Linked DNA regions of Zea mays: region 1 is linked to region 2. Evidence: chromatin contacts called from public Hi-C data. All regions are on one chromosome and are shown on one strand. Each heading gives the region's core, a stretch centred on a gene start, on an enhancer-like site or on the middle of the called end of the contact. The rest is flanking DNA. Distances are from core to core; before and after follow the strand shown. Region 1 holds the start of LOC103632209 (formin-like protein 8). Region 2 holds the start of LOC100285179.

Region 1 (4,906 bases), core at 1,655-4,154, 540 kb after region 2:
CGTAAGTCAGTAAACTGATTTACATGTAGCACTCGGCCTTTCTGTGTAGAAAAAGAGCAATCTGTAAAGAGAATTTGACTAAGATGCACTAAAGCTTGAGTTCAAAAGAATCATTGTCATAAAAGAATAGTTATGACTGAAAAAAACAAAATCCAAAACAAGTACTAATCTGTAGAGAGAATTTGACTAAGATGCTCTAAAGCTTGAGTTAAAAAATCATTGTCATAAAAGAATAGTTATGACTGAAAAAACAAAACCCAAAACAAGTGCTATTTTTCCTGCTTAGTTTATCTTTGTATGTCAAAACCATCATCAATATTCACTGATACCATTCCCTACAGTAGGTGAAAAAATATTCAGTGTAGAAATCAATGGATCTTTGTCCTATAGAGATTTCATATCCTAATGATCTGTTGAGATTGGGTTATAAAAAAGCATGATTTCTGTTATTTTCAACACATCTTAAGTATCTGTCGCTATGGAACTGGTATGCCAATCAAGCTCCAAAAGGAAAATATTATAGAAAGTTATGAGTCGCTGATATCTGAAAATAATGTTTTACCAAAGCATCTAGATGCTAATACCAAGAACAGTCGATGATGGCAAACCCAAATTGTGACTTAAATATAGAAACGAAAAAGGGAAGTCTTATTTTAGCTAGATTTTTAAATTCATTTCAATGTTTTCGGTATCAAAACAGCCAAAGTACCTTCAGCAAGAAACATTAGCCACTGAATTTATCCAAACAAAAAATCAGCGCTGCAAAGACCCAAGGAGCAGTGTAGTGACACTCACCATCCAACAGTGCATCAGAGACCTCATCGCGTGTAACATTCAATGCACGGAGCAGGATGGCGATATTCTGTGCTTTCTTGGGGTCAAGAACCCTCTCCTCCTGCCTGAACGGTGGGACGGTAGTCTTCCTTCCCGCATCTCTCGGCGGCGCGGTTGGCGTTGAGTTATTCATGAACAATGCCTCGATCATGCCCTCATCCAACCTGAAAGAAATGCCTTCAACATCACGTATATTCACCAGCCATTAACAGCGCATGCAGTATGAACTATGAAGCAATATCTCAACTGGAATGAGCAGCTTGACTTCAGCTGGTCCCAGACCATGGCGCGGTCGGAGGTCGCCCGCACCTTATCCCAGTGCAGCGGCTTCAGCTTCGGCCGTGGCTCGTCGTTGCCAACGATACCGTCTGCCACGTAATCCTGTTTACGCATCGACGCGCTCCCGATACTATCCTCTGCCGTTGTCGCCGTGATCGGCATCGGCATGGCAATGCGGGGGCCCTCAGGTGGCAACGGCTTGAGCAACCGGCGCCGCGACGTCGGCTCGGAAGGGGAAGGCGGCTGCGCGGGCTTCAGGAGGGTATTAGATGGAATCATTGGTGGCGGCGGCGGCGGAGGAGGAGGTTTTGGAGCTGTCATAATAGACTTCGGCGGTGGCGGTGGAGGAGGTGGCGGCGGTGGTGCTTTGGATGGTTGCACCGATCGCGGGGACGGCGAGATTACCTGTTTGATGTCAGGGGTCGAGCCAGCAGAGAAGCGCGTGCGCGGGGGCGTACGACGGGACCGCGCAGGGGGTGGTGTCGGCGCAGCAATAGCCGTGACCGGAGGAAAGCAGTCGCTGGTGAGGCTGGGGAGGCTTCGGCGGGACGCGGTGGTGGTGGTGGGCGGGCTGGACGCGCTGGCCTCACTCCAGGTTTCGCCGCCAACCCCGCCGCCGCCGGAACCCCCGGAGCGCTGGCGCGGCGTGTAGTATGCATCGTCAGAGGAGCCCATTGTGGCCGCGCGGCGCAGCGGCGGGAGCGGCCGGAGCTCTGGGCTCAGGTTGTCGGTGGGCTCGTCGCGGCGCGCGCGCTCGCTGCGCAGCTTGCGGTACGGGGACCCAATGAGATCGGCGGCGGGGGACCCGTGGTGGCGGCCGGGCGTGGTGGGCTCCACCGTGCCGACGTAGAGGAAGTCAGCGGCCGAGGGCGCCGAGTGGTGGCGCGCGGACCCACGGTCGGGGCCGAGCAGCTTCTGCGAGTCCCCTCGGCGGCGCGCGCGGAGCGCGATGAGGAACGCGCACGCGAAGGCCAGCAGCGCGATGGCCGCGGTCGCGGCCGCCCCCGCCGCGACGATGGTCCCCTTGGCAGGGCCGCCGTGGTGGCCGCCATCACCAGACCCTGACGAGGCGCCGGCCGGGACGTTGGAGGCGACGGTGGTTGGCGAGGACGTCGTCGTCGTACCTCCGCCGCCAGCAGGGGCCACCGGTGGCGTGGGAGGGAAGAAGGCGCCAGGAGGTCCGTCCGGCGTCGCCGGGTCAGAGGAGAAGTCCGGCTGCGGCGATGGCGGCGGGGTCCACTCGATTGGGAACAATGGCTGGTGGAGCAGCCTCCTTGCCCCGCCTCCGCCGACATCGCCGGGCGACGACGCGGCGGCCGGCGAGAGACGGCAGCACAGCAGCAGCACGGTGCACGCTGGTAGCAGCATGACGGTAGTGGGAGGCATTGGCGGTGCAGCAGAAGGAGAAGGGGAAAAAAAAAAGTGAACCGAACGGCCGCGGCCTCGGCTTTCTACGGCGATAACATACAATGCTGCCCTCGGCGACAGTAACATACAATGAGGATAGAGGGAGCGAGCGTGGGAAGGGGAGTGGTGGATGCCGCCATTTTTGGTTCCGCCCGCGAGAGTGACATACAATGCTGCCTAGCCCTCGGCGGGGAAGATCAACCGTGCCGCTCACACGTGGCGCGGCAATCGGCTGCTTTCCGTTTGCTGTTTCCGTTCTTTTTTTTTCGTTGTTCTGTTTCTTCCCCTGACTTTCGCCACTTTGGATCTCACTCGCTCGGAAGAAAAGGAGATCCAATCATAAACTAAAGAAATTCCGGTTGTTCATACACGATTACAACCATGAACCGACGAAGGAAAGAAGGTTCATCGACACACTTTTGGTTGAAAAATGGAGATTTTATTTTGTTGCGGTGCCTTTGCAAATTCGGCATGCACTAAAAACAGGCGAAGGAAGGTTGGTGCTTTGTTCGTCGAGGAGGCAAGGAAATATTCCACACCGGGGCAACTAAACACACATGCTGAAAATGGTACCTGATTCTTTGCTTGCGAACAAAAGCTCGATGTGATCGATCTTCTGGGCAGAAAAAGGTCAGTCTAGTAATACCAGAGAGGTACAATGACGAGTGGGCCTGGTCCGGCTCGCTTGTTAGTTAGAATTCATTCCACTGACGTGTGGGGGCTCCGTGACAGTAGAAGGGCACGCCCATCCTGCTCCGGGCGTGCTGCGAGCCTGCGACTAGTACAATGCGACTGGCCGGTCCGCGAGCCGCCGCGACGAACAACTGATACAGCACGGAGAGCCGAGGACGAGGCAGATTTGTCCCGTGGTAGGCACGCAGCTGCTGTTCGACGCCGTCGCTTGCACGCCCATGCCTCAGCTGCTGTAGCTACCGCCGTTACTTTAGCAATGACACATGGCGTGAACCGCAATGATAAAAAAAAAAAAGCTGCGTCGCGCGAAAGCGGTGGTATTATTCGCGCGCGAAAGCAATGGTATTATATGTGTCGTTGATGCTAGTAAGGGTGCTCTCGCATCACATTGTATCATTCCACCTAGTTGGCCAGCAGGGATCTTGGACTGCTTTACTCGCTTTGCTAGTTAGTGATAGCTTGGCTTTAATCCAAAGTGTATTATACGGTGCTGATCTGGCCGGCCTGCTGGAGTGCTCCTCTCGCTCTCCGCTCGGAGATAGAGAGAGAGAGATTTGTTGCAGATGGTACAGGATAAAAATTCCTGTACCATCTTTGGTACGAGGAAGGCGACATAGGTGTCAAATACAGGTCAGGTCATCATTCAGGGAGAGCTCCCGCGAGTGTGAACATCTAACCAAATGTGGACTTTCTATCCTCTTTCATTTTTAGATAACGTAGAAAAATTTCCGGCTTTCCCCTCAAAAGAGGTTAGGGCCAACACAAATTGTTACATCACACTGCTCTATGAAGGGACATACCTCTTCATATAGCCACACATTAGCACACTAAAGGTTTTTGAAACTTAATAAAACCACTGAGATGATTACAAGGCAATCCTATTAGAAAACCTCCAACCAAAATTAACACAAAATTGCATGGCCACCGATTCCCGACGACGACATACATTCTTTATTAAAACTCCATCAGCTTCATCCTTTTGTAGCTAAGCCCAGAATCTAAGCCAGTGTGTACCTCTGAAAAGAACATGCAGATAAGTAAAACTTGAAACATTATTAAAAACTAAGTCATTCCTACTCATTCAAATAGTCCAGCAAAACACTGAGACACCTGTAATAATAAGACGTTTAGTTTTAAATCAATACCGGTGATCCACATAAATCTTATAAAAAACAAACAAACAAACTGGTTTCTTGTTTCTCTTAAAATTTCTTGCATTTTAAATGGGTCCCTAATCGGTAAAGGTCGTGGATTGCTACGTGTGTCGGCGTTTCTTTAGTAAGAGTATGCATCTAATAGTTACGGTAACGACGCAGACAGAAGAACATTGGCAAATCACAAGCCGCGAGGAGTAGGAGCTAGTAAGGCTTGCCGTACAGAAACGTCGGCGCTGGCTGGTCCTGGAGGCTGGAGCACAGCACACAGCAGGTGTACTCCTTCCTATATGCAGAGAGCTGCAGAGGTGCTGGCTGGAGCACGGAGTACATACAGATAGATACACGTCTTTGACTGCGACAAAATCCCACACATTCAATGCTGGGATCCGGGACCAGCGGACCAGACTTGTCCAATAAAAGACAACGACGAATGAATCGGAGTTGGGTGGCGAGTCGCTATCCTCTGTGGTGGTCTCTGCATTTTTGGGTTCAGCCATGCCTACTGTGAAGTGAAGCTATATGCTTAGGCCCCGTTT
Region 2 (4,635 bases), core at 626-3,125:
ATATATAATTTTGTAGGCACTAAAAGTTCGATGAAAGTATCATAGCTGTATTGGATTCATGGTGAATAGTGCTTAATACCTCCAGAGGATAAACTTAAGCATAAACCTACAGTGCCAACTACATAAAACACAATAACTCAGATCATTTCTAACTGAAATAAAAGAAAATCAGTCAGATTCTAAAGAACAACACGAGGGTTCAAAGGCAGCATTAAAGAAGCAAGGGAAAAGAAAGCAAAAGAAGCGATGGGTCACCTGACTTCATTCCCATCGTCCTGAAAGGTATCCGGATTCGATCCAAGCTTCATGAACTTCATCTTGAACAAGAAAGAAGAGCCGCGCAGCTTCACGCTCTTCTAGACCAAATGCTCACACGGAGACCAGACCACCACCACCACTACCAGTTGTAAGAAGCAAGAACTGCACAGCACAGCAGCACTATCCCATACTTGTCCGCAGCATCAACGGCAAACGGCCCAGAGCAGCGAAGTAGCAGTGCACAAGAACAAGTTGCTGCTGCGCCGAGAAGACCGAATATTACAACGTGCCGGAGCCCGGCCAGGAGAGAGATCGCTCGTACAACGAAACCAAACAAATAATGGGATCGGTTCAGACGCAGCAACAGCGCTCTCGTGCTTGAAGCGCACTCCAGCCCTCCCCCCCAACCTACTTATGCGGCCGGTGCCGCTGCTGCTATCGTAGGCAGTGAGGCCAGGAGGGGAGAGCAGGAGCACAAGTACCTCAGGAGAAGTAAACAATATGGAGTGAGAGAGAGGGGGGCAGTGAGCCAGAGGAGGGACACCCACAAAGCACAAAGCTGACACACCCCCACCTCCCCCTGCTGCTGCTTGTTTAATTGCGTGTCCTTGTTGATCTGGGAAAAAGATTAGTATAATAGGTATAATAGTTCCTTGCACCCTCCAGTCCAGCTCTCTTCACTCCCTCTTCTCATAAGAAAAAAATACTGCCAAGATTCAGAGGGGATCTTGCGTCCAATGCGTTGTCATATTATTAAGCAACTAGTAGTAGTCCACATTCCTCGCCACAGCGTACCGTTCCCCGAGTATGATCTCTCAACGGTCTCTGCGGCAGCAACGGCAAAAAAAAAAAAAAAAAAAAAAAAACAAACGTTAGTGGCACGGCACTGTGAGCAAGTTGAGGCAGGCAGGAGACACCGACCATCTGTTTTAAATGCGATACGGGGAGGAGGCAACGGAGAGACCAAGAACCACTTGCTCACTCTGGTTTGTGCGCTCGTGCGGGCGAATCTTATCGCCAGCACGCCAAGATCTCTCGCAGTTTTGTTGCCGCCGAGGCGAGGCCGGTGAGAACGACGAGGGAAAGAGTGGCGCACGCTGTCTCTAATACAGTATACTAGTACTACGTGGGGACTGGGGAGGGGAGGGGAGGGGAGAGGCCACACGCCAGAGGAGGCGAGTGAACAACAATAATAATAATAAACGAATCAGAAACCATCAACGACGGGCATGGGCAGGCTGCGCAAGCGCGTCACAACGTGAGAGCCATGAGGGCATGTGGGCGGCGGCATCGCATGGCATGGCATCGAGGGTTTATAGCAAACCAGAGGGAAGGCAACAAAACAGGCTAGTAGACAACAAGCAGGGCACGCAAGAACAAAGGCAAAGCGGAGGGCAGCATTCAGGCATGAGCCGAGAAAGAGCAGAACAGTGTGAGACCCACCCCAGCTCCCGAGCAATGGAGAGCCACTCTGCCCCCCCAACACCAAGAACGTAGTGCCCTACCCGGCACACCCGCCCGGGGAAGACGAGCCGGAGCCAGATGCGGCCACGCAAGTGTGTGCATGCGCCGGTCGCGTGCACATGCGGCTGTCCCTCTGCCCGCGCCCGCGCTCGTGGTTTGGGAGTTGGGACCGGGACTGGGGAGAAAGACGGTTGTTTGGCGAGGGAGGGCAATGAGCTAGCAGACCTCAGTGGGCTTGCAGGTGTCCTTCTCTCTCTCTCTCTCTCTCCTCCCATCGGCCCCCTCCAATGGCAGTGCTGCTGGACTCAGGAGGCGGCCCCCAGCATGCCACCCTCCTCTCCTCTCGAGCACCCACGCCGGTCGGCCGGCCAGCCACCTTCTGAAGCCGGAGAAGTGATGCAACAGCGAAACAGAAAGTGGAGGACTAGGAGGATCGATCGGTAAAGAAAGAAAGGAGCAAGAGCCCTCACCCTTTGACGGAAGATGCCAAGAAGAAGGAGGAGGAGGAGGCAGGGAGCAGCGAACCCTTTGATGGAATGGAAGGCTTTCCTGCTCGCCTTTGCCCTGTTTGCTCTCTAGTAGTAGTAGCTCGTTGCACTCTCCGCCCGCTTTGAATGAAGAGGGGAACTGAAAGCACGCACCCACCCTGCGTCCCTGCGCGCCACCCGCCACACCTAGCTTGCTTTCCTGCTGCAAGTGCAGGGTGGCCGGCCGGCAGTCCGTGTGTAATTGTATGCTACGCGGTACGGGTCTCCGTCTTTCCAGCTGCACGCACGCTACAGTACATGGAATGGAATGCGCAGAGGAGTAGCCAGCCGTGCACTCGTCTCCTTTGTCTGGTGCAATGCAATAGATTACACCAGCTGGTAGATCAGTTTGAACCCGAGGGGCGCCGGCGGGCCGGATTTGGGTGGGGTCTTAATTTCAAACCGTCTGGAACTCGTGTCTCCTTTGACGACGAGGATAGTTTTCCAGTCGTTCCTCCGCGTTCGATTCGATCCACAGATGAATCAGAAATGGAAGCATCTGCGCCAGCAGCTAAGCCCGCTGTGTTCGGTTCGGTTCGGTTCATTCAGAAGAAAGAGCTCGGCCGTGACGCGAAGGGGTACGGCCATGGAACAAGAGGAAAACACCGGCATGCACGCCTTTTCAGTTAATCAGGCCACGGTCGACATAAAACCAGGGGCGTCAAGACCTTAATCATCTCCGATCAAGAGGAAAACACCGGGCGGCATGCACGCCTCTGCCTCTGATAAAGCTACCCCGCCTTTCTTTTAAGGCGATCGAGGCGCGCCGAGAGATCTCTTTTGCGCACGGCACGCTCGCGGCGACCCCCGACGAAAGCGAGTGCCGCCGCCGTGGCCCCGACGACGCGTGTGCGCGCGTGACAGCAGGCAGACAGACGTCGCAAAGCGAGGCGCGGCGTGTGGTTTTCCGGCGTCGTCGGTGTGGGGGGCGTGTGGTTTTCCGGCCACTTTGACGGCATGCATGCATGCATGGCATGGCCGTGACCGTGAGCCGTGCGGGAGTGCGTACGTCGTGGGGCGAGGGCGGCCAGGTCACTAGGTCAGGCTCAGTCATGCGCGTAGTAGTCAGTGGTTTCCTAGCTTCATTATCTGCAGACAATGCATGCGCTAACGGGCAACGGCAGCAGGCTCGACCTCACCTGTGTCGCGGTCGCGGATGAATCGGACCTTGGGTGGGACCGGGCTCTCGTCTCCGTCTACCTCCACCTCCATCACTGTTTTAGATTAGGGATGTAGCTTTGGGAAGCACACAATATAGCAATAGCATTAATTGGGTAGCTACTAGTATGCATATAGCGAAATACTATGGGCGTAGTAGCCGGTACACGTAGCAGCGAAATAAAGTCAAAGACTATATATACCCCCCACAGTAGGGCTGCGAGATCGGTTTTCAACGTAACAGAACAGGCGCAGTGCACACAACGTCAGTGTGTGGCATGCGAGCACGTAGCCGTAGCTCATGATGACGGCCCCCGGCCCAGTATGTGTTATAAATAAATGCGACACAAATAAGATCAATCATAGAGAAGACACGGATTTAACGTGAAAAACCCCTCCAAAATGAAGGGGAAAAAATCACGGGCGCCGGCCGGCAACTTCTGACTATTTTCGAGTGGTTACAGATCGCAAGAGATTTATAATTGAGATAGATATCTTCTGCGGCTTATAAAGATATTTATAGAGGTGAAACCCTAAAACGAATTTGGCCGCCTTCTTCAGAATTTGGATCACAAACTGGAGCTACTAGTCGTCGACGGAGACCCGGCAAGGATCGGTTCTTTTGAGGAGGCGGCTGCTGCCGCCGGGACTGGAGGCTGGAGGCTGGAGGTGAGTGAGTGAGGCGTGCCGTGCTCGCTCTGCCCGCGACAGCCTATTATGATGTCGCGCTTCACGAAGCAGCCGCTGCTCTCTGCCTCCGCCCTCCTCTCTTTTCCCCCTCCCTTTTTCCCGTACCGTACGTACGTGCTCCTAGTCCTAGGCGAACTCGAGAGCGGCCTCCTCGTTGGTCTGTCTCTCTCTCTCTATCCACTCGCACGCAGCCAGAGACGGGCACGCGCCGCGGCGTGCATGGTGCGTCGCACTCTCGCGCACAGTGCAAAAAAGCCGTCCGTACGCCGCCGGCCCGGACGGGTTTTCTAGTTCCTTCTGACGCCCGACGCCCCTAGTAGCTAGTCTAGCCCCCGTTTCCCGCCTGTTGTTTTGTCGCTCGGGATGACCGACGGCCATGGTTTCGTACCCGCACCAACCATCATCAGCTGCTAGCTCTTGACGCCAAACATGTCCACACGTTCTACGAGCACGACCCACGACCAGGAAGGAGGAGGCGGCTGGGCTGGAGGGGGATCCTCCGAATCCCATGATGGCCTGCGCTAGCTGCTGCTGCCTG

Evidence for each region. Hi-C and Micro-C count contacts between places; a contact is called where the count stands out from the background.
Region 1: a Hi-C map of tassel shows a contact between it and region 2, with 3 times the contacts expected there. The contact joins the promoter of LOC103632209 here to the promoter of LOC100285179 in region 2. A contact is called at or near these places in 4 of 25 Hi-C or Micro-C datasets (ear, endosperm, leaf and 1 more).

What each region holds. Positions count from the first base shown.
Region 1 is chr1:22,446,250-22,451,155 of Zm-B73-REFERENCE-NAM-5.0, forward strand. It overlaps LOC103632209 (formin-like protein 8), which reads right to left and starts at 2,905. Exons shown (of 4, transcript XM_008654033.4): 1 at 1,082-2,905; 2 at 796-998. The coding sequence starts at 2,607.
Region 2 is chr1:21,907,929-21,912,563 of Zm-B73-REFERENCE-NAM-5.0, forward strand. It overlaps LOC100285179, which reads right to left and starts at 1,876. Exons shown (of 4, transcript NM_001195985.1): 1 at 1,764-1,876. The coding sequence starts at 1,843.